Regions from separate parts of the Mus musculus genome. Here region 2 is linked to region 1. A link is a contact called in public Hi-C data. All regions are on one chromosome and are shown on one strand. Each heading gives the region's core, a stretch centred on a gene start, on an enhancer-like site or on the middle of the called end of the contact. The rest is flanking DNA. Distances are from core to core; before and after follow the strand shown.

Region 1 (4,370 bases), core at 857-3,356:
CTTGGGTTCTAGCCCCTTAATCAGCACACAGTGTGACTTTTGACCTTCTGAGAGTCTCTTGAGTGTTTGCTCAAATGTTTGTTGAGGGCTTAGTGTGTGCTGGGCTTGAGTAGGTTTGAGAACACAGGCTCTGTATCTGAACGTTCTTCAGCTCTGTCCTCCAAATCTGCTCACAGGTCTTTGACTAGAAAGACTCTCCAAGCCCCTGGGTCTCTTCTCCATTGGTGAAGTGACAGGAATGAATGTGTGCCATTGTCTCAGCTAAGAAAAGACTCAGTAGCCGTGCAGTGGTGGTGCATGCCTTTAATCCCAGCACTTGGGAGGCAGAGGCAGGCAGATTTCTGAGTTTGAGGCCAGCCTGGTCTACAGAGTGAGTTCCAGCACAGCCAAGGCTAAACAGAGAAACCCTGTCTCAAAAAACCAAAAAAAAAAAAAAAAAAAAAAAAAGCAGTAAGGTCTCAGCCCCCAAACTGTAAGATTCTGTCGAGTGGTCCTGCAGGGCAGACATCCTAGTGGGCACACTTTGGAATCCCAGCCCTGGGTTTGATCCCCATGACTGTCACTCACTGTGTAGCCTCCAGCAAGGAATGGAATTTCTTGGTCTTAACTTCCTTATTTATAGAATGGGAATGGCAGCCACCACAGAGGGGGCACAGAGACCCTCAGATGAGACATGCAGAGCTTCTGGAAGGATGTCTGGAACATAGCAGGTTCCCAATAAATAGCTGACATCACCACAGCTATCACAGTCAGCATTGTGATCATTATCTGCACCATCACCACCATCACCACCACCACCATCACCATCACCACCACCATCACCACAACCCCCACCAGCAACCACCAGCACCACCCCCACCATAATCATTGCCACCATCATCATGATCTTCATGCTTTCATTATCACCCAGATGACCACCACCACCGTCAACACCACCATAGCGATCATCTGTAGAGCCAAGCTCCAAATGGTCTCTCAGATCCTGGCAGTCTGAATCCTAGCTCTCAAAGGGAGACTTTAGTGGCGAAAGTAGTGACTCACCCTGGGCCCTCAATGGGAAACTTTACATATGAGTCCCCAGTGGAGAGAGGAACACCCCTCACTTGGCTGGGAGGTTCTAAACAGCCCTTGGCTTCTTTTGACTTTGCCACTCTCTCTCTCTCCACCGCGGGCATGTTCTTGTAGCTGGCAGCAGCAGCACACACTGGGGATCCGGGATGCTGGTGCCATGGGAACACATTCCCACTGTATATCACCCCCCTCTCTGGAGATTTATTTCCTGTGTGTAGTGACTTTACCTCGGAGAGCCAGTCTGGTTTGGGGAGATGGGTCTTTGGCAGAGGATCATGTCTGCTCTGGAACTCCTAAGATTTCCAGCTCCATCCCACTCAAACCACACGCTTGCACCAGCCTCGTCGGCTGTCAAGTCCTTTATCTTCGCCAAAACATTTGAATCAGAGGGTGGGTTATAGATCATGGAATCAGAGCAGCCCCTAGTGTGGGCTTTCTTATCGCTACCTTAGACTCATTCTTTCTGTCATTAGGAAAATGTGGTGGCCGTGTCTTCAGTTTGCAGATGGGACGTGGAAACATTAAGTGCCATCCCCAGGGGTGCATGGGGCTGGCCCAGGCTCCCTGAAACCTGTCAGATGTGGTTGTTTAAACAAACCACCATCCCCTTCAGGCACTCCTGTTTTTTGTTGTTTTGTTTTGTTTTTTAGCCTTGTTTTTTTCCTGCAGTCTTCTGAGCCTGAGTTGCAGACTTCAGCAGCAATGTGGATGATCCTGGAAGCCACAGGGAGACGCACAGGTACCTGTGAAGATCAGGGATTGTTATAGCTCATTTGACAATATTAGCATAAGTATGCAGCGAGGTGGCCCATATGCAGTCTGACAAAATCGTCCTGGTTCCTCTACTCTGGCCTCTCCCTTCCTCTGCTGCAGGGATCCAATAACTTCCCCTGTTCTGCCTGGGGTTAGTGGCCGCCCTTCCCCTCCGCTTGCGTCCTGGTGCTGTCCGTGGTACTGACTGCCAATCCGGATCGTTCTGGGGCGCCCAGCCTCCCCTCCTGGCCTCCCACCTCTCCTCCCGCAGGCAACGCGGCACAATGCATCGCGGTGGGAGGCAAGCTGGGCTCCCCTGCTCCGCCGGGAAGCGGCTGCCCCTCCCTCTGGATCACACAGGGTTCTTGCAGTAGGTGACAGCAGGATCGGGCACCAGGGAAGCAATTGATTCGTCTCTTACCCGCATCCCAGAGTTGCCTACGCTGCCCAGAGAGGGAGAGAGGAAAGAGAAGAAGGGAGAGAAAGAAAGAGACTTACAAAACCTTCCATGTGGAGTAGTCTGGGTGATTCGCTGCCCACCGCTGCAGACTCTAGCTGCACTTAGTTTTCGCCTCTGACGGGGTATTTCTTTTTTGTCTTTTTTTTTTTTTCCTTTTTGTGTGTGTATGTGTGTGCATGATTTAGGGGAATGTGTTCGTGTTGGTGCCTCGGTTTTATTTTGGGAAGACCGGGAGAGTCAAATGCACAATTTTCTTTCAGGCATATCTGCTGTTCTTTCAAGCCAAGTCGCTGGGACTTAACACCTCCCCCCCCCCCCAGCAGGGAGTTGGCAAGAATTTGGCTCCCGTATTCTGCTGCAATCCTCTACTGTCCCGGTGAGTGACATTCTTTGTGGTGGTCCCGCAAACGGACTAGGAGATCTCAGGACCCTAACTGAGATGTGCATGCATGAGCTAGGGAGAGGGAAGCAGGGAGGGTAGGGCTGTTGAGAACTGAGCATAGTTCTTTGCCTGTATTCTGTAGGCTTTTATCAGCAACACTCCGGAGGCAAATGGGGTTTTAGTACAGTGCCCAGGGAGGAGGCAAGTGTGTGCCTGCTCAGGCGAGTGAGCAGGAGAGTGGCTTCTGCCCAGCTTGTCCTCTTTGCAGCAGAACCTGAGGAAAGTGATTGGCAGCTCTCGAATTAGTTAACCCTTCATGGCCTGTATGGCACACGGGGCCTCTGAGTGTTTGGAGTTGGTGGGTGGGCATCTTGGCCCCAGTTGGGAGAGTCAGCTGAGCCTGGAATGTTAACCCTTGCCTGGGCATCCTGGACCAGCATTTGCTTAGGATGGGGCTCAGACCGGGCTCTCCGCCAGGGCTGGCTGAATAATTGAATTGTGGTGGGTTCTGCAAACTCAGCTGTCCTGAAATGGGAGAGCGGGGATCCATGAAAGAGCCACCTTTTCTCTTGGCATGAATGGTCAAGCAGTCAGCTGCCTGCCGAGCCGGGGATGCCGAGATGGGATTTTACAGGTGGTGTCACCTGTAAGAGACTGGATGGGGGGTATGTATGTGGCTCTGTCACTGAGCTCACCTTGCCATTGAGAAGGGGGCTATGACATCCCAACCCCAGGCCCCCAATTCCAGGACAAGCTGTAACCCCTATACCAATTTCTTTCTCTGATATCCCAATGGGGGTAACCCCATACCAACCTGTTAGTGAGTGGGAAGCAGAGGTCCCTCACCACCCAATCCCGAAGCTCATGTTTAATTTTAAAATGCTTTTGCCAGTAATCTGTGATCTATGGGAGAGGACTCAATTCTGCTTCCTGCTTTAATTACTTCCTACCTTTTTTGGGGAAATGAAAGTCTTTATTTTTAGCACTTCGATCCACTTCAGCCGTCTCTATCCACTGGAATTTCTTCAGGAAGTTGAACTTGGGAGGTAGGAATAAGACAAGGCTAACCCTAGGGACTGGCATGCTGGAAGTGTCAAGAGGGTCACCCAGCCCCAGCCCCAGAGCCATGAGGGGCCCGGGGAGCTCAGGGTATAAGCCTATGTGGGCAGGACACAGGAGGAGAGTGTAGGTAGCCTGGTGGTTAGCGCCAAGGAAAGGGTCCCCTGAAACCTGGCTGCCAATCTGGGGTGACCTTGAGGAATCCGCCTCCATGGGAAGCCATACATATGAATAGAAAGTGAAGAAATCTGGCTTGCTCAAATGAGATGCTGCAGGCTTGGCCATGGGTGATACTTAGAATACTGGACTTTCATGTTCTTTGGTTGGAGTAGACTGTGGCTGGACATTGGAACAGGGGGTTGGGAGGGGGTTGAGGTTCACTGTTGCAACGAGAGTGAATCCTCCCATTGCTGGGCTGTGGGGAGGCTGCAGGGCTTGGAGGGTTATCAAGGGAGCCCGGGGCCCCCAGGCAGTGTCACAAATACCGTGGGACATTTCCCTGGTTAATTTCTAGTATCCAGCCCTGCAGCACAATACAGCCCAGGCCCGGGGTGTCCAGACACGAAGGCTTCCTGGCCATCCATCTCCCTGCCTCCTCGTCTCCCTCAGGGTGGCCGAGAGCCAGGAGCCTGCCTCCTCTCTGTC
Region 2 (4,258 bases), core at 286-2,785, 49 kb before region 1:
CCCAGCTTTAGGCATTGTGTTACAATAATGGGAAATGAGCCAATATTCTTCCAAATAAGCCTTTCTGCCCAGATTTTGTTTGTTTGTTTGTTTTTGAGACAGGGTTTCTCTAGCTCTGACTGTCCTGGAATTCAGTGGCTGGCTTTGGACTCACAGAGATTCCCCTGCCTCTGCCTCCCAGTAGCTTGGATGAAAGGCATGTGCCACCTTTGTCCTGCTATACCCAAGTCTTAATCTTTGGCCCAGGCAGGCAGTATAGGCTTCAGGGAGTGGTTTCCATCCAGACTTGAATGATGGAGTAGAGGCTCTCTGGGTTTCCCATTTGTGTTCCTTCTGTATCAAGAAGAGCAGGCAGGCTTCAGAAGGGAAGGGGCTCAGATGTCTGAGGAGAAGAAAGACAGCCAGCAGGGCTGAAGGAGTCAGTGGGGAAGACTGGGGCCATGGGACACGGAGTCTTCTTGGTTAATTTTGTATTTTCAATAGCAGAAAAAAGTTTCACAGTCTCTTAGAAGTTCTGGTGGGGTGAGAGAGGGTTGGAGTCTGGAAGAGGTTCCCTCAGCTTGGAATTCGAGTGGAATTTCAGCTGCTGCACATTGATGTGGGGGGGTCTCAGGGAGATCATTTATGAAGGTGGGGCTGGAGGGCGGAGGGAACCCGTGCCTCAGAGAAACCGCTAAAAATATAAAAATGAGCGAAACTGGCCTTGAGTCCCTTCTTTGCCTCCTGATGGTTGTACCACCCACCTCCGGTGAGGTAATTAGTGCACTTGTTACTTTTTTTGTCAACTTGACACAAGCTAGGAGCATCTAGGTAGAGGGAACCTACGCTGAGAAAATGCCTTCATCAGATTGGCCCATGGGTACCTGTTGGGAGGGCCCAGTCCACTGTGGGCGGAGCCATTCCCTTGGCTGCTTGGGATCCATCAGAAAGGTGGCCAAACAGGAGCCTGTAGAGTAAGCCAGTAAGCACAGTTTCTTCCTCCGTGGCTTCTGCTTTAGTTCTTGGCTCCAGGTTTCTGCTCTGCTTTCCCCCAGGGATGGACTGGGACCTGGGAATTGTAAGAGAAAAATAAGCCCTTTCTCCCTCCCCCTCCCCCTCACCCCGTTGGTTTTGGTTACAGTATCTACCACAGCAACAGAAAACAAACTAGGTCAATTAGCTTCTCTGGAGCATTCTTTCTTCCTTTTATTCCTCTAACTCTCTGCCAGATTCCCTCCTCTCCCTGTCTCCCTTCCCACCCCTTTTTATTTTGAGACCAGGTCTCACCCAGCTGCCTCCATCACTGAGTACAAAATGACCCTCTAAAGCATGCATGTTAGATATTTGTTCTAAGCTGGCGGTGCTATTTTGGAAGTTTCTGGAGACTTTACAGGGTAAGGGCTAGCTCAAGCGGGTCACTGGGGCAGATGCTTAGGGACCTCTCATGCCTGTCCCTTGCTCATCTTGCTCCACGCTTCCCGTTCACCACAAGGTGATGTGTTAGCTTCTGCCATCTGCTCCAGCTTCTAAGGCATGTGAGACAGCATAGCTTCGAACAAAACGTTCCTCCCCGCGGGTGCGCGGGTGTCCATGTCACAGTGGTCCAGGCTGGTCTTCAGCTTTAGGTCCTCTTGCCTCTGACTTTCCGGCTGCTGCTTGTGGGGAGAAATCCACACTGTAAGGACCACAGGCTGAACCCCACTCCCACCCCCGCCCCAGCCCTGTGCTCCTTACACAGCATCGGCTCCAATACACCGTCTCTGGCTTGGTATATCAGATTAGGGACCTCTGGCCACTCTCTTCTCCCACTGCTTCAATGGTAGGTCGTGTTAAGTGCAAAGGTTACAGGCTGATCAGGCATGCACACCTGCTGCCGCCTCTATCTTACAGCTGATGGGAAGGAAATAACAAGCTCTCACCCAGAGAGCCTGTCTGTGAGTCTCCAACAGATTTCCCAGGTGCCCCCGTTCCAGAATGGCAAGAGGCCATTTGCATTTTTCCACGAGAGATTGTAGACCTCAGGTTGCCAGACCCTGGGACATCAAAGAGCTACGGGCAGTGTCACATACTAGACCTGTATAATGGGTATACTTGAACTAAATGTGCTGCTCACCCCTTTCATCCTGGGAATGGTACTCCCTCCCAGAAAGCGGGATCTTGCCTGCTGCTGCCCAGGGGTTAGGGACAGCCTAGTTCAGGCTGAGCTGTGAACTGTCCATCAACCATGTGACATGGAACCTCTCCCTTTGACTGAGACCTAAAAGAAGTGAACCACTACTCTGCCTCATGGGCCTGAACTCCCATCAGAGCCCCCACCCTGCTGTCTGTCTGTCTGTCTATGGTGTTAATAACTCTTTTAAGGAATGTCTTACCACATAGGTCTCAGTGTCCCTCTAGATCCCAAAGCCTGAACACTTCCAGGTAGTTTTACCCCCACCCCATCCCCCACTTTATGGGTAAAAAACTGAGGTCCTAGAAGATGGGTCACTGGTTCAAGGTCATGTGATGAGACACAGAGCAGGCATTTCAACCTGGATCTGTCTGCTTTCAAAGCCCCTGGTTTTACCCAGCATCAGAGTGGCCGCCAGCGTAAATGAAGATGTACGCGTATTGCTTGGCTCTGCCTGGCCTGCAATCAGTAGTTAATAAAGCATAGTGATTATGACACTCACCTTGGGTATTGTGATCCCAGAACACGACCGGGTCCCTGGGGACAAGCGTATAGCAAGGAAAGGTTTTATATAGCCAGCAGGAGGTGAAAACCCTACCTTCATTTGCCTTGCCTTTTCTATCAGGGAGGCGGGGAGGGGGCATATCGTGTTGATGATACAGCTCTACAAAGCCTGGACCCTGTAGATGGATGGCTGCATCTTCAGGACTATTAGGTAGAGAGGTGGTGGGACTGGCATCAGAAATAGAAATGACTTCGGAGATGGTGACTTGCCCTTAAAGGGATGTGGGGGATGGGGTGGGCAGGAATAGATTAGAAGTGTTTGTGCTGAATGACTGCCCACTTGGCATGTGTGGGGGAGAGGCTGTGGGCCTATCAGCCTGTTTAAGACTGATATTGAGTACCTACTATGTGCCAGGCACGATGCTCTTTGCTGGTGATTTGAGGGTGGATTCTGAGACACAGTCTTCAGAGAGAGTATAGTGACAAGCATACCTTCAGACCTACACTCAGAGGCAGAGAGAAGATGGCCAGCAGAGTTTGGGCAGAAGGCCAAAGCTCACAGTAGCACTGAGGGGTGACTATCCTCCCCATTTGTCTAAGGTGGAAACTGAGGCACAGCTTTCGCAGTCATGGGTGGGCACTGCACGCATATGCACATAAACTCACACAGGCACACATGCCATGTTTTTTTTTTTAAACTGTAACAAGAAAAGAACCTTGTTTGAGTTGAGTCATGAGTGTGTCTACATTTGTGTGAGAGTGTGTGTGTGTGTGTGTGTGTGTGTGTGTGTTTTGGCACATACCTGTTGTCCCAGCAGTCAGTTTGAGACAGGAGGATGGAGAACTAACTGCCAGCTTGGGTTACATATTGAGACCCTGTCTCAACGTTGTCACTTAAGGGCTGGTGACATGGTATGGAGAATGAGGCTGCCTGCTGCCAGGCCTGCTGAGCTAACTGTGATCCCTGGGATTCACCTGGTGGAAGGAGAGGGTGTCCACGAGTTATCCTTTGACCTACGCACATGCACAAATGTAAAAAAACCAAACCAAACAAAACCCCAGCTCTTGAAGGGCAGAGGCAGGAGGATTGCTGTGAATCCTGGGTCAGCTGAACTGCATGTTGAGCTCCAGGGCTACACAGTGAGACTTGTGTCAAAAAGCAAAAGTATATAAAACAGACAGACAGACACAGAGCACTGCTCCAGGGCAGGATGGGAACTTGTGTGCACGGGAATCTGGCACAATCCGGTCATCCCTGGCTGTTGTAGGTCTCTCCTCCCCATCTCTGTTAAACTTTATCTTTAAATCCTCATGTAGACCAAAAAGATCCATGTCTTCAGGGATGACTCTCAGTTGAAAAGGCTTGCAGCGGGCTGAGGACAGCCTCGCACTATAACCCCCTCCTTCCTCCCTCTGTTCTGGAATGTTCTATGATACTTGACATAAATCTATTTTTGTTTGTTTGGTGTATGGTGTCTATAAGGTCTTGAAAACCACATGAACACTTTAGATGTGTGGCCAGTGTTCTCACGGCAGTAACACCCACCTTGTGATTCTATTGGCGAATCTTCTGGCGAGCATCATTCTAGGCGCCTCCCCTGTGTG

Evidence for each region. Hi-C and Micro-C count contacts between places; a contact is called where the count stands out from the background.
Region 2: a Hi-C map of cerebral cortex shows a contact between it and region 1, with 1.9 times the contacts expected there. The contact joins the enhancer-like site here to the promoter of Rph3a in region 1. A contact is called at or near these places in 3 of 39 promoter capture datasets (the HPC-7 cell line, embryonic stem cells and trophoblast stem cells), 6 of 484 Hi-C or Micro-C datasets (B cells, cerebral cortex, cumulus cells and 3 more), 2 of 115 datasets of contacts at active chromatin or transcription factors (SST interneurons and forebrain) and 3 of 9 other capture datasets (adipose tissue, liver and pancreatic islet).

The regions. Positions count from the first base shown.
Region 1 is chr5:121,007,274-121,011,643 of GRCm38.p6, reverse strand. Rph3a (rabphilin 3A) reads left to right here and starts at 2,106. Exons shown (of 22, transcript NM_011286.3): 1 at 2,106-2,406; 2 at 2,545-2,660.
Region 2 is chr5:121,055,693-121,059,950 of GRCm38.p6, reverse strand. No RefSeq gene overlaps it. Among named protein-coding and RNA genes, the nearest start is that of Rph3a, 48 kb to the right of the region's middle. Within about 2 kb of position 1,535, at least 7 of the 459 cell types and tissues checked have an H3K27ac peak or open chromatin away from gene starts, as enhancers often do. A contact at or near this core is called in cerebral cortex, where this site is marked.